Linked DNA regions of Gasterosteus aculeatus: region 2 is linked to region 1. The links are chromatin contacts, called in public Hi-C maps. All regions are on one chromosome and are shown on one strand. Each heading gives the region's core, a stretch centred on a gene start, on an enhancer-like site or on the middle of the called end of the contact. The rest is flanking DNA. Distances are from core to core; before and after follow the strand shown. Region 1 overlaps epha7 (eph receptor A7). Region 2 holds the start of epha7 (eph receptor A7).

Evidence for each region. Hi-C and Micro-C count contacts between places; a contact is called where the count stands out from the background.
Region 2: a contact with region 1 is called in a Hi-C map of skeletal muscle, with 1.8 times the contacts expected there. The contact joins the promoter of epha7 here to the enhancer-like site in region 1. A contact is called at or near these places in 3 of 6 Hi-C or Micro-C datasets (skeletal muscle and whole body).

The regions. Positions count from the first base shown.
Region 1 is chr18:3,949,366-3,956,603 of fGasAcu3.hap1.1, reverse strand. epha7 (eph receptor A7) reads left to right here. Exons shown (of 17, transcript XM_078093991.1): 6 at 7,200-7,238. Among protein-coding and RNA genes, the nearest start is that of epha7, 52 kb to the left of the region's middle. Within about 2 kb of position 4,368, at least 3 of the 9 cell types and tissues checked have open chromatin away from gene starts, as enhancers often do.
Region 2 is chr18:4,000,136-4,007,373 of fGasAcu3.hap1.1, reverse strand. It overlaps epha7 (eph receptor A7), which reads left to right and starts at 2,855. Exons shown (of 17, transcript XM_078093991.1): 1 at 2,855-3,170; 2 at 4,785-4,849; 3 at 5,374-6,043. The coding sequence starts at 3,077.

The sequences.
Region 1 (7,238 bases), core at 3,119-5,618:
GTTTCGTCCCAATGTCAAAGCGTTTTGAGGTGATAACCATTTGACCGTAGGAAGGTGTGGTGGTCAGATAATCTGCTCTCAGGACCCCAGCTAGGTAGCTATCCTTTTGGTAAATATAGCAGACAATTCTTCTACATTGTAGGGCTGGATGGGCTCCCCCATGACTACATTGATATGGTTCTGTATGTTTGGTACGCACGCTCAAAAGTAGCACACTGATACACATGTTGTGTTAGAGTACATATGTAATCAACCCAGAAATGACAGGACTTATAATTATAGATAATCGAAGATCATAAAGCAACAATTAACTTGCTTCTTTAGCATTTCATCCAGTGTAACTATGTGAATGTAAAGGTAGATTTCTAATACAGTACATTATTTTTGATGTGGTTTACATTATCACAATTGGATTGACATGCAATATCTTCTAATATAATTATATATATATATTTATAAAAAAGCAGACATAGAGCAGCAATCTGGTGAAAATGTTTATGTCAAAACCCGACCGAATTAGGCATATACATTCTGTGAGCCCTTTCACTTGTCCCTTTGTGAAAGGTTTCCCTAGAAATGGATTTTAGATTTTGATTATGTAAATGTCGCCCATGCTACAAGGGAGACAAGATGACTCTATTCGCGCCCTGCGTGAAGACAAAATAGACTTCCCGACTGCAGAATCCCCATTCTGGCTGCAGAAATCAGGGAGTGTGATGAGAGTGGCGGATGATAGGCTGCCAGCCCTGCTCCCTAATTTGGACACTGACACAGGAGAGCTGAGTGCTTCGTCAATAAGTGGGGTCCACGCTGGCTGGACAATTATCCAACAAAGCTGACCCGTGATTTCTGCATCTGTTCCACCACCATATGGCATTTTGATATTATAAGGGGGGGGGGGGGGTGCGGAAATACCACCGGGGGTTAAAATGAACTCCTTGTCAGGAGGCATTGGAGGGGCAATCATGCACAGTGCACCTTATGTGTGCTTGTCGGTGTAGCATGAATGCAATTCCCCCCCACTGACCTTCCACTGTGATTCTGATTCCTGGCTCGGCGGCAGCACATGGGGCTATACTTAAGCTGTTAGGTGTGGGCGATGCACTCAGCAAATCACACACCGAGAAACATTTACTTGCTTGAGCGCAGGGAGAATTCAAGGAGAGATTCTATTAGCCGGGGAAGGAATTCACATTGACATCTAATGCATTTACTCTACGACTGCAGCGCTTAAGAAAAAGAATTTAGTAGAAAAACACAGCTCCGCGGCAAAGACAATTGGATTCGATACCTTTCTGCCGATTGAGAGAATTGATGGGCATATATAGGGTCCTCAAACTGGAAAATAATGAGGGAGAAACCTGATGGCTGCGTTGAGCTGTCAGCGGTGAAAGCTTCAGTAATATATATATTAATAATCATCCCATCACCTCTGCAGCTGTCAGCCCTATGGAACATGAAAGACGTAGCCTAGACCTAATTCATAACAGGCCCAGCTAATTGCTTTGAAACGGAGCCCCCTTTGACCCTCCCACATGGTCACTAAAGGTGTCCCCGCTTCGACCGGCATTGTAATGCAGCGAGCACTCTGTCCTCTGCCGGGCTCTTTAAAAACTCTATTTTCAAACACTCTTGGTTCAAGGGTATTCTGCGTGCCTCCACCAGAAGTGTTGGCGGTGAATAGGAATGGTCAGGCCATCAAAATATTCAAGACATGGTACCATTAGCTTCTGATGGGCACAGGCTGTTATTTGGCTTCAATCCACATGATCTTTGTGAGGACGAGCTTGTAAAGGAATTGTATTGTTGCACGAAGGTGTTGGTTTGGTGTTTTGAAGTGAGGGGACCAAAGAACCTTATTCTGATATAACTGCTGAGTTAATGGGCTAGAAGACCTAAACGATTGAGCCGTTTTACAGCCGACGTCATCAGACATATGCCTTTGGTTAAACAAAGAGGTTCTTTGAGCTGTGTTATTAGAACTGAAAAAAAATCCTGAAAAGGCCTCAAAATGCTTTGAAAAAGCCAATATCATTAAGCAATGATCATGAACAAATGATGACTGCATCATTCCTCTTTTTTATCTCCATGATTGCATGCAAAGGTGACATGTTACAGGCCGGCAGCTGCCGGCTGAAAGGCGATGCCGTGTAGAGCCCCAAAGCCAGCGGCTTCCTGACTGTTCCTCTCACATTCATCAGAGCAACCTATTATGGGCCTATTATCGCCCTTCATCCTTTACTGTGGTACTCACATGCAGTTTACTAAACCCAATGCTGTTTTTTAGCCTGTCACTGGATGAATGGCCCTCAGAGCTAAGCCGCTGCTTCAGTGAAAAGTAGCTGGGTACAGATAACCTCCCCCACCCACACATATACACATACTTTCCACGGGGGTTCGCATGATAACTAAACCGCTGAAAACACCCACACACTGACATATGAAGGCATCCCAGCTGTAAAAAACAGCTGGGGGTCGCATGAAATTTTTGGAAATGATGTGGCTGTCTTAGAATGCAAATTGCATCCTGGGAGAGACAAACGACCCCCACCACGAGAGCACTACATTGAGAGGAGCAGACAGCAGTTGGACTCTGAGACAGTAGATAGCGAGAGAATGTTGTGGTCGTGCTTTCAAATCCAGCAACCCACGTACAATCCATGCAAGTATTCTTCTTCCCTCAGCCAGAGCAAAGTCTTTATTTTCAGCTTAAGTGGTTTTTATTTATCCATGAGCCAAACTGCCTGGCATCAACTTTTAAGGCCAAACCCAACAGTTTTATGCATAAACGTCAGTTTACCATTCTTCTGTCGGTCTGGAGGAGCTTTGTCAGGTTGCATTGTGTCTGAGAAAATTTAGCTGTGATGATGTCATCAAGGGTTATATCAGATCAGGCTACAATCTATAGCAAGACGTACAAACACTATACACAGAACAATGCTATTCGTGGCATTATGGGAAATGGAGGAGAAAAAAAATATACCGTAATATTTTAACAGCCTTTTTTTTTTCCCACCTCAAAGCTGCCAACGTTTAAGAACAGTCTGGTCTGCTCAGTTATGGGAGTCACAACACAAGAGTAAAAGTAATCTTGATTATGTCATACCCCGTTAGAGTCAAGCCAGCCAAACCAAAGCTTTTTGTTTCACGGGCTGCTGGAGATGATGTATTGAGAAAGGGGGAGAAAAAGGCTTCAGTCTAACAAGCACACTCCCCAGAACTGCAAATATTCACCTCTGCAGTGGCGACTAGGAAACTGAACGTCGCCTATGCAGCATGTTAAAGGCATCAAGAGCTGTCAATGTGTGAAAGTCTTGATGCAGAGCCGGCCGGCAAAGTGCGACTTTAAGTGTATTAACAGCTTCCTGAACTATACAGGGTTTGAATGATTAAAAAGGATTTCTTATATCACGTGTTGAAGTGTTTCTATCCAGCACTTTAGGTGTCGCACTGAACAGTCTTCTTCGTCAAACACGTTCCATGGCAATTGTTTCAATTGAAACGATGCCGTGCCTTACGTTTGTTTATGTGCCCGTGTTGGGCCCAAAGGATTCTTTTTATATTCTGACACATTGTAATCTCTTATTTTTAAATTAAAAACCTTTAAAACACTATCAAACACAGTGTTCTGCACTTGCGACGGGGTCCTGACAACAGCGGTAATTAATGTGAACTCGTAGCGCTGGTACGGTTCGTGAGGCAGGCACGCAGGCGGAGAAAGATGCTTATGTAATGAACTACCTCCAGCGCTCGCTCCTCGCCTTCGAGGCCAGAAATCCGATGGCTGAGTGAAAGAGGAGGATAATGTATTCATAAGACACTCAGACTGTGGCATCTGGGCTTCTGCATCAGCTAGCTTTACAGGAGGAGGTGTTAGGGGTCACTGAAGGGTTTACTAATATTGCAAAATGAAGGCACAAATGGCGTTCCCCAAAACAGTCTCTTAGAAACCGGGCGAGACAATTATACAATTTTCCGCTGCGCTAAGCTCACCAGGTATGCTTAGAGTCGGAGAGTGGCTGAATGGTGCCGTCTCCTTGATATCCAGTTTGTCACTTTGAACCAAGATGGGGGGAGGAAGGGAAGCCACAAGAGGAATTTTTACTGTTGTGTTCACTTGTATTTAACTCCAAATGAATTTAAGAATGACCCCGCTTTTCCCTTTCCGAGCAAACCATGGTCGCCCCCTCCCAACCCCCCCCCTCTAAGCCCCGCGCGGTACGCCACGTCTGCTAATACCGCTCCCTGATCCCATGATCTCTGTTGAAACACGCGGGACCCCGGCTCACTGTCGGCCCCGTGGCAGGGGTAAAGGAGCTGAAGGTTGGGGCGGGGCTGAGCTGAGTCACCGCTGTCTCCCCCGCCGCGGGCCAAAGGGGAAGTAAATGGGGCAGATCTGCTACCTGAGCCTGAGTCACACTCTTGAGGGAGAAGGAGGTGTGTGCGGGAAGGTGGCTCATCGTGCTGAACGCCGGCTCGGGACAATAAACCCGCTGACGAAATGTTTCATATGCTCATGTGCGATTTATACAAATAGGGATTTGAGGAACGAAAACGCCAAAGATGGAGACAGAAAAAGATTGATACTAAGTCTTAATCAATTAGTTAATCAAGAACCTTTTTGTGCAGTTGCAAGCACAATGATGTTGATATTGTTGTGTCAGCCTTACATTGTGCATTTTGTATTAGACTATACGCATACTTGATATAGTTAAGGGTCAAATGAAAGAAGATATCATAACAAATATAGTTTGAGAACCTGGTCTGACCGAAAACATGACAATGTTGCTTCATGGGAAGTGTAAGAGGTTTTATGAAGCCAAATCTAGTCCCATGGTTGTAGTTTGAGACCATATAAAGTTGCAACGTAGGAAGTGTGCAGCTTGAGGAGTGAAAGGGAGAATATTTTAGAAGCCACACCTGGCCCTGCGGTTAGTAGTTTGATCGGTGGACCATGTCATCAGCAGGAATCCGGAGCAGTTTTGGATTAAATCAGTAGTTTTGTTTTTGTACTCCCTAATATCGGCATCAATGCTGTCTTTTTTTATTGATTTTTACAGTAGTACTAGTGGTAGTAGTACAGAGTAGTAGAAAAACACTTTGTTGTGTAAACTTTAAATTGAATTGTGATGTAATCAATCATTTGATTCCTGTTAATGTTGCATTAAACAGACCATTGGGTCAGTACGCATCAACATTTAACGACTGCTTTAGTCCAACATTTTACTGTGTTAAGAAGAATGAAAAAAAATGTCTGCAGGGAATGAAGACAAATGTCAAATGAATGCAGTTAACAGACAAGAAGAATCCTTTAGTTCCCACAAACCGCAAAAAAAAAACATTTTAGGAGAGGTCCATATATCAAGGACACCATGTGGATGGGGGACTGAGAGAGCGGCCAAATTGGATGAGGTTAAGCTGCACTAACTGCTTGTTGTGACTCGGCGAGGGAAAACTCAATCGGCCCCTTTGTCCGTCTGCCCTGCGCCGAGAAAGGATGCTTTGTTCCCGTGTTTTGGGTGGATTATTAAGGAACATGTCACAACAGAAGTTTCTTTTTTTTTTTGTTGTTTTTTTTGACAAGGTCTTGGGTGAACGTTGTCGTTTGCGTGGCTGTCAGGAATGCCGATGAGGCCTAATGAGGTTTTAATCCAGCCGCAGTCATTAGTGGCAGGGTCATCGTAGAACAATCTAGGGTCAAGCTGCATTAGAGTGCCGGGTCACTGGGCATGGTACAAGAGCGTTGGCTCCTGTCTGATGTGGATGTTGTCAGCGTCATGGTTAAGACTGTACAAGCGGAAGATCTGTTAATATACATATGCCAGTGAAGAAACATGAGCTTCTTCTGTTTCATCAATTGCAGATTGCTCCAAAATCAACCGAATTCACATCCTCCTTTGGTGTAATTCCGTCATTCACGAGCTCCTCTTTCATGTGAAAAGCACGTCTTCAGTTCGTGAGAGACCCGGGAAAACTGAAATCAAAGAACAGCAACTGACAAGCGGCTTCTACTTCGGGGTTCGCGTATTCCCCAGGACGCCTTTTCAAACTCGCTAAGACGCGATAATTAATATGTTTTTGCCCCCTAGAGCAGCGTGACTCATGACGGTTTCACAGTGTGTTTACAGGATGGATTTTGAGGCTGTTAAAAGTGCAGATTACTCTTTTTTTTTTTCTTCAAGAATCATCTCCTTGGGATGAGGTTCAGTAAGCCAAAAAGCCTATTTTTCTCTCACTGCGGTCTTTAAGACAAGTGCTGTGGAAATGATGGTTATTATGATCAAGGCAGTAAAGGTGATGCTGGTGGAACCAGGAGCTCAGAACTAGTCGCTGTGCTGACGCACGGAAATAAACGTCTTCAGACAAGTTTAACTGCTTCTATTAACTTTCCAGGAAGAAGTTTGCGCTTGAAAATTTAGACTAATCTTTTCACTGAAAACAAAAGGTCTACACTTTACCTTCGGATGGCGCTTGAAAAATATATGTTTAGCTTAGCTAAAGCTTATGAAATGGCTTTGTGCGGCGTACTGATGCTGTGGTTCCCACACAACAACAGCCCCTCCTTTCTACATGTGTAAACATGTACATACAAGTATCCACTGAATGAATAAATAATAAAGCCGTGCAATTCTCTGTATTTTAACGTGGTCTGTAAATATTTAAAGAGAATGCCAACACAGAACATTTTAGACAAAGTGTTTTTTTTTTTTTTACATTAAATCAAGTAAACATATTCAAGCAGAATCAAGCACGAACCTGAAAATGTGCCTAACGTCTCCTTTAAATTACAGCTCAGGTTGTTACTATCATTCACCTTGACAACTAAAAGATGGAACTCTGTGTGGGTGTCTGCGTGTGGTCTATTGAGCAAATGTAAATGCCCCAGCAGTTAATCCAGGCAACCAGACATTCAACCAGACATTTCAAATGAGTCACGCAAAGAGCCGGAGACAATCGGTGTGAAGAGGGTGAAGGTAACCGTTCTCCCTCTGACAGGATGTCTCAACAGATCCGTCGTCGAGGAGAGCAGGCGTCTGCTTTGTTCCCGCTGGATGTTGAAATACATCCAAGACATAATGACAATTTCATATTCTCACCTCTTCACCAGTGGCTGCAACACATTAAAAAGCTAGTCGCTGTGAATGTTAGCAGAGTTGGTTTTCATCTCCCGGCTCATCGATCTGCTCTTGTCCAAACAGCTCCGTCGCAGGTCAGCGAGGTCATCAAGGAGAAGGTGC
Region 2 (7,238 bases), core at 1,606-4,105, 52 kb before region 1:
TGACGCTAAGGAGCTATAAACGAGGACACTGATGAAACCCAGGAACATGAAAATTCAGAAGGGACAAGAAACAGACGCCATGATTTTATTACGCGGATATGTCATTTTTCGCACGATTTGTTAAAAGATGAACTAGACAGAAGGTTAACAGCAGTGCTGCCATTGGTGTACCATGGATCTTTCACAGTTATACTGCAAAGTAAACAGGTCCGCTTCATATGTTCTGGCCAGCTATTCAGCTATTAACTTATTAAATGGTTTTCTATTGACCCTGTTCTCTTTTCTTTTCATGCATCCATCTGGTGTATTTTTTTCCCATTTTAGAGGTCACTAAAAAAATTGGCTAACATCAATAATTTCAGCATATAAGACAAGGATTCGTAGATGACTGTTTATTAGGTGTTCATGATAACTTGAGTTGAAAATATAAAAAGCTACTGACAATAAAAAATGCCAGGATAACTACCTTTTTGTCACAAGGGCAGTTTCATGTCAATTGCGATTAGTGTACCTCAATACATTTTTATGAATATAAAATGTTTTCCATTAGTCCCTTCACACATAACACAAATATTACGCAGCGTAAAGAAGCAGCGTATTTCTTTCGGATTTAGTTTTTCTTCTGATTTCGAATTTTTCGAATCGATTTTTTCTGATCACTAACAACCAGGTCTATCCTAGTGCCCCATTGGCTTTGGGTTATCAGGATCAGGAACATTGATTACCAATATATGTTAGACATACAAGGAATTTGACTTGGCGGTTGGTGCAGACAATGGACAGCAAGACAGATAAGACAACATAGTGCAAAACAACAGCGTAATAAGAATTTCAATAAAAAATAAAATTTTAAAATAAAAAGTTAAAAATAAAGTGCACCCGCAAACAGAAAGTGACAAGTGAAAGTGTATGTGTGTGCCTGTGCAGTGTAAAGGGAGTGACCGGTGGAGAGGGATGAAACCACGTGGCTCAGAGAGACAGACATATTTTACTCTGGGTCAATGTGGACCCTGTGCTTTGTCCACTATTTGAACAAATCTCTGGGAACATACATTCGTCTTCACTTTGGTATGATGTAATTGTAATGTTTACTCGGCTCCTTAAAATCCCCATATTCTCAGAAACATTACAGAGGACTTCGGAGACTAAGGGAACAATGGACAAACGCATAAGATAAGAACCAAACTTGTAATAAATTGACTGATAATGGTACAGTGATGGTGTCACAGACTGTTACCGTTGACCGTGACAACGGTTACATCAATGCCGAATAATATGACAATCATTAGTTCAACACTTTCATGCAGGACTCGGCAATGTATCAAGGGCAAAAAGGATTAGCGGTAATTTGCATAATAAACAGGCCAAACAAACAGACAAATATAGAAATGCAGAGGTAAATAAACCTTGAAGGGAGTCCTTGTCTCCTTCTGTCCATTTGTATGTACACAGTTTATTAATCAATATTTGTGGCGATAATTACAGCTGTTTTGCTTGTTGGGAGGTAATGGAGATTAATTAGTGACCTGCAACAAATGCTCTATGGGTAAAGGGATAATGAGCTGTGCTTTGTGCTTACATTTTTAAGTGATATTTCAAGTCATCCACGAAAGTTGGAAATTGACTTTAGACTTTTTAATTGTGTTTATTTGTTGTTGTTTTTTCTTTGTTTGTTATTCAGGACCCCCGGCGGTTGCTCCATCTTCTCCGTGAAAGTCTCTCAAGCAGCAGAGCAATAATGAATCAGGTGCTGTCGTCTCAGTGGGACTCTTGCTCACTTAAGGTGACCTTCCACGGATTAAAAAACACCATTTAGTGTCTCGCCATTCGGCTCAAATGTTAAAGACACTGTCGCAAATTAGAATGCAGGAGCAGAATGGAAAAACTTTTACTCTGTCGTAAAACTCTTTAACTGATTCACCGAAGAGCCTAAAATAGATATTTTTAGGGGGACATGGATGGAAAAATGGGAAATGTCTCAAAAAAATTATTGATGCAGTTTTTTTACACAGATTTGGCGCTAACATTAAATATATTTTGAATAAATAAAAAATTGGCAATAATTCCTCCAGAACACAACAATAAGACGCTTAGACTTTGAGTAACTTTTGAAATTTTGAAAACTTGTGACATTTGGACATTTACAGCAATAACTGCATTTGTTTGTGATTGATACTGGCAGAGGATATTCACGTTATTTTCAGCAAATGTATATTTACATATAAGTTAGTAACGGTTGCAGATTTGCATATCATGGAAGACTGGGCTTGAAGGCCTCGGGGGAGGTCTACGGTCTCTGATGAGCCCTTCTGGTTTGCCTCGGTGACAGGTTGGTCAGCTCCCCTCCTCCTCCTCCTCCTCTTCCTAGCCACTGTTCTTCTACTAGGAAAAAAAAAGTCTTGAATATGTGATTAAATGTCATATGAATCAAGAAGAGGTGGGCTTTGATTGTGTCAGTACTAGTAAGAAAGAAAATAGAAAAAATAACCATAACGCCTTAAATGGGTAACATTTTTGTGTGAAATTGTTTTCTTAAAAAGGACCAAAAGCATGAACAAGATGAACATTTAACTACAATTAAACAAACTTTGTGCACTGTGGGGGCTCATTGTGCATCATAGGCGGTATTCTAGCCTTCCCACAATGCTCTGGTTATACGCTTCTAAAGGAGTGTGGGTGTGCGTGCGTATGCGTGTTAAGAACAACCGTACCAAAAATATATCCGAACGAAGTTGTGACATTTCTTCCGCCATGCACGCAACCAACTCCCCGCCCCCTTGGAAAAGAAAAGATCTACCTCCTTGCGCCCATTGGCTCCCCAGTCTCCCCGACCGCTTTCACTCTCCGCTCCCCCATTGGAGGAGCGCGCCGCCCGTCTCGTTGACGGACACCGCCGCGGCCACAGTCTCCTCCCAGCGGCAGCGGGCGCTATTTGAGAGGGCAGCAGCAGGCTGTTGTACATACAGCCGGTTTCAGTGTCGTCAATGGGAAGCACGCGACGCGGTGGCACAGAGAGTTACGGTCTAGATTAATAAAAAGAGGAGAAAAAAAGGAGAAAGAAATCCGCGGCAGCACCATGCTCTCCTGGTCCACCCCGTGTCTGTGGATTATATTTTGTCTTTATTTGTGCTGTCATGTAGACAGCGGAGAAGCACAGAACGCGAAGGAAGGTAAGTTCCCAAAGTTTGGACTCTCTTCTCATCCCCGTCGCGTCGGTGGAAAGACCTCCGTGAAGACACGGAGGTTTCCACAATTCACCAAGGGGGGCTCCCTTTGTTTTTATACATATATCCCCTTTGAATACCAACGCCGACGCTTTAACGAATATCTGGATGTCGCTTTTCATTTTTTTTGTTTTAAACCCGGCGCCGTCGGACGAGGCCGGGATGTGCGGGGGATGACAGCGCCACGTTCCCGGGTCGGTTCGCCGAGCGACCTCTCGGGGCTGTTACGCACGGCAACAAACACGATAATAGACGCGGGACCTGCTGTTTCAAAAAAACATTGTGTTTATTATATTTTACTTCAGCGTTATCGCTACAACTCGTTATAGATTAAGGATCCATTACGACAAAAGTGTGCAGGCTAAAATCAGCGCCCGAGCCAAGCTCGTCCTCCCGGGGAGTGAGTGGGCTTTCCCAAACTGGACGCAGTTTTCTGGACGGTTATTTCCTCCTCAAAGTGGCCTCGGCTCTTAACTGTCTGTGTCTTGCCGGGGGGAGGGAAGGTGGGATGCGGATCCGTAATCTGCAACCAGACAATCCAAACTGATCAGCCAAAGCTATAAAAAAAATGAACATAAGAAAATAGATGTATAACATCATCGCTGGGATTGTGATGAAATTAATCTTAATTATTGCGTGCGTAAAGACAGAAAATCACAAGGACAGGTATGGATTTTCTCTCCTAGAGACCTACGGCGTGCTTACCGTGCGCGCTGAGGATGTTGTGGCGGATATCAATTAGCTCCCCGGCGCACAAAGCTTAGAATGCGAGATTTAAGCATACCTCCATCTCAGCGTCCTGTAAACGCATAATGTATATGCACATATTATTGTATGTTCGCCCATGCGTCCTGGCCGCTTCCCCCCCTCGCACAATTTTAACTAGCTGCTGATATTAAACATTAAACAACTTAATGTTTTGGTGAGAATAAAAGAACCCGCCGTGGTTGCCGCAACTCTGCCAAACGCTTCCGGAACAGGACACAGGCGCATCGGAGAATTCTTTTCAGCTGGACATGTTCCGTAGTTGAAGCGCGCGTGCCGTGTACGCGTCGGGATGAAATAAAGCAGCTGCGGCATCAGCTTTGACCTTAACGCCACAACTTCCATTCCCAGGAATGGGTTGTAATAAATGAATGCTTAGAAAAAAAGAAATAGGCTTAAATATTACGCGCAATGATTTCCGGCACGTTCCAATGCGCGTGTGGGGATTTTTAAGGCTCCTTATATCCTCTCCTAGCGCACTGTCAGTGTCTTCATTTGTCTCTCAAAAAGTTCCCCCCGCAGGCACGAGGACCTGTGTGCTGCATTGCATATATATCCAAGTGTGTGTGTGTGTGTGTGTGTGTGCGTATACATATACATATATATATATATATATATATATATATATATATATATATATATATATATATATATATATATATATATTCTAGCTTTAGCTGCTGCTGTTAGGAATTAGGTCACGGGGTATAGGTATCGATGTGTGGCCTGTCAGTAATACGCAGTCCTGGTGTTCGGGGAGATTTAACCACCTGCCTCTTGCTTCTCTGTCACTAGTGATTCTGCTGGACTCCAAGGCACAGCAGACAGACCTGGAGTGGATCTCCTATCCTCCCAATGGGGTAAGTCCGCGGAATGTCTGCAACACACTGGTGCGCTCCGTATCTTTGCCTTTTTCTTCTTCCAGCTCCCTCTCCGATGTCTCACATCTGTGACAGGAATAATAATATTTAGGAGTGCGTTTTGGAAGAGACATAAGGACCAATGGTAGATACTTCCAAATTTAAAGAATGTTCCCCCGGCCTTTTGACATTCGGAGGACAAAGGGCCTTGGGCAACCCATGTCCGATGTGCTTGTCTGATGTATGAAACTTATAAAGTAATGTGAACAGGAGCAGATACACATCAGCTCGGGCTTTCGTCAGGGATTTTATCGCGATAACGGGCTAATGCCCCTTTATTCACGGCCGTTTACTGCACAGTAGAAAAGAAAAAGTCTGAAATTACTATATTGCTTATACCATCGCCACAGTCATATCTAAGTAGATACCTTCATTTCGATTGCCAGTCATTAGGGTCTTTCACATCTCTCTGGCAATCTCCTCAAGTGGATGCGTTAATTCAACACCGTCTGCTTGTTTTCCAGTGGGAAGAGATCAGCGGTTTGGATGAGAACTACACGCCCATTCGCACATACCAGGTGTGCCAAGTCATGGAGCCCAATCAGAACAACTGGCTTCGGACTAACTGGATAGAGAAGGGCAATGCCCAGAGAATTTTTGTGGAACTGAAGTTCACTTTGAGGGATTGTAACAGCCTGCCTGGTGTGGTGGGCACTTGCAAGGAGACGTTCAATCTGTATTACCAGGAAACGGATTCGGAGGTGGGCCGGAGCCTGCGGGAGAACCAGTATGTGAAGATCGACACGATCGCCGCGGACGAGAGCTTCACCCAGGGCGACCTGGGCGAGCGAAAAATGAAGCTGAACACGGAGGTGCGCATCATCGGCCCCCTGACCAGGCGGGGCTTCTACCTGGCCTTCCAGGACGTGGGGGCGTGCATCGCCCTGGTCTCGGTCAAGGTATATTACAAGAAGTGCTGGTCCATCATCGAGAACTTGGCCACATTCCCCGACACTGTGACGGGGTCGGAGTTCTCCTCGCTGGTGGAGGTGGAAGGGGTGTGCGTGAACGACGCTGAGGAGGAGGCCGACAACTCTCCCAAGATGCACTGCAGCGCCGAAGGGGAGTGGCTCGTGCCCATTGGGAAATGTATATGCAAGGCTGGATTTCACCAGAAAGGAGACGCGTGTGAACGTGAGTACCTCTTTTTTAAAAATTTTATTCAGTAATAATTTTATTTCTTTATCTTAGTTGTTTTGTGTCAACTTAGCTTTTAGAAATGTGTCAGTGGCGGCCTTGGATTGAAGAATATTTGAGATATAATTAGGCAAAGCATGTGAATGGCAATTTGGCTCCATAGTTTTGTTGGCAAATGAGATTTTAGCAGCTGATTTGACAGCAGTAAAGATATTGAGAAAAAAATACTGAGGCCTAACAGTGTAATAACAGAGGTGCTAATTGATGGCGAGGCTCGTTATTGCCGTGATAGTGTTGACACTGGGATTAAGCAACAACTCAAGTTTAGCCCGACGTCTCTGATGTCTTCCTCGCTGATAAGGAACAAGGACAATCAAACAGGTCTAGAAGAAATACGGCCAATGTTATTCCGTATTGTTCCACCCCCGGAACGAAACGACTTAGGACAAAGAGGCAAAACAAATAGCCGTCCACTCTTTGGCATTTAAGGCCTCGGGGATATTTATGAAGAAGCATAACGGGGAGGGCAAACACAGCCTTTGCCGCAGCTCACTCCTGCCTTGTTGCGGTGCCTTATCGTGCCGCTACAATTAACAATAACGTGCTCACTGTCACTCAAAGGGTTGTTTCCAGCGGGCACCTGACTTGAAAGATAAAAATCAATGTGGATTAAGAAGGGGGTTGAGTTGGGGTCACACAACTTAAGTGGCCTGCCCTGTCAGCCAAGCTTTTATTTGTTCTTCTGCTGGGCAACCTCGATCTAAGCAGCTTATGAGGAGCAGCAGCCAGCAATAATTGAATGGAATGTGTCTAAGAACAAATTAGTGTCCCTAGCAGACGAGCTTTTATGCCACACTGTCATCCATTAGGGACCCTACCGAGGGATGTGCGTTAATGAAATGTATTAGGTCATGTAATATAGAGCAACGCGGCCCGCCTCGCATCGTCTGCGATGTTAGCCAGACTCTCCCTGGTTCAACCGCAAGGAGCTAATTCTATATTTTGGTGTAATTTTAATATGTATGGATGGAAAATACAGTTGCGCACCTCAATGGGCAGAAAGCACACGGTTTTGCATGCACCGGGAGAACAAACAACAGCTCCGACTGCAAAGGCATCCTAGCCACCGCTCCTCATCGTGTATTGATGCGGAGAGCCCTGCGAACTGTGGACTGTTTCCCTGTTAATCAAT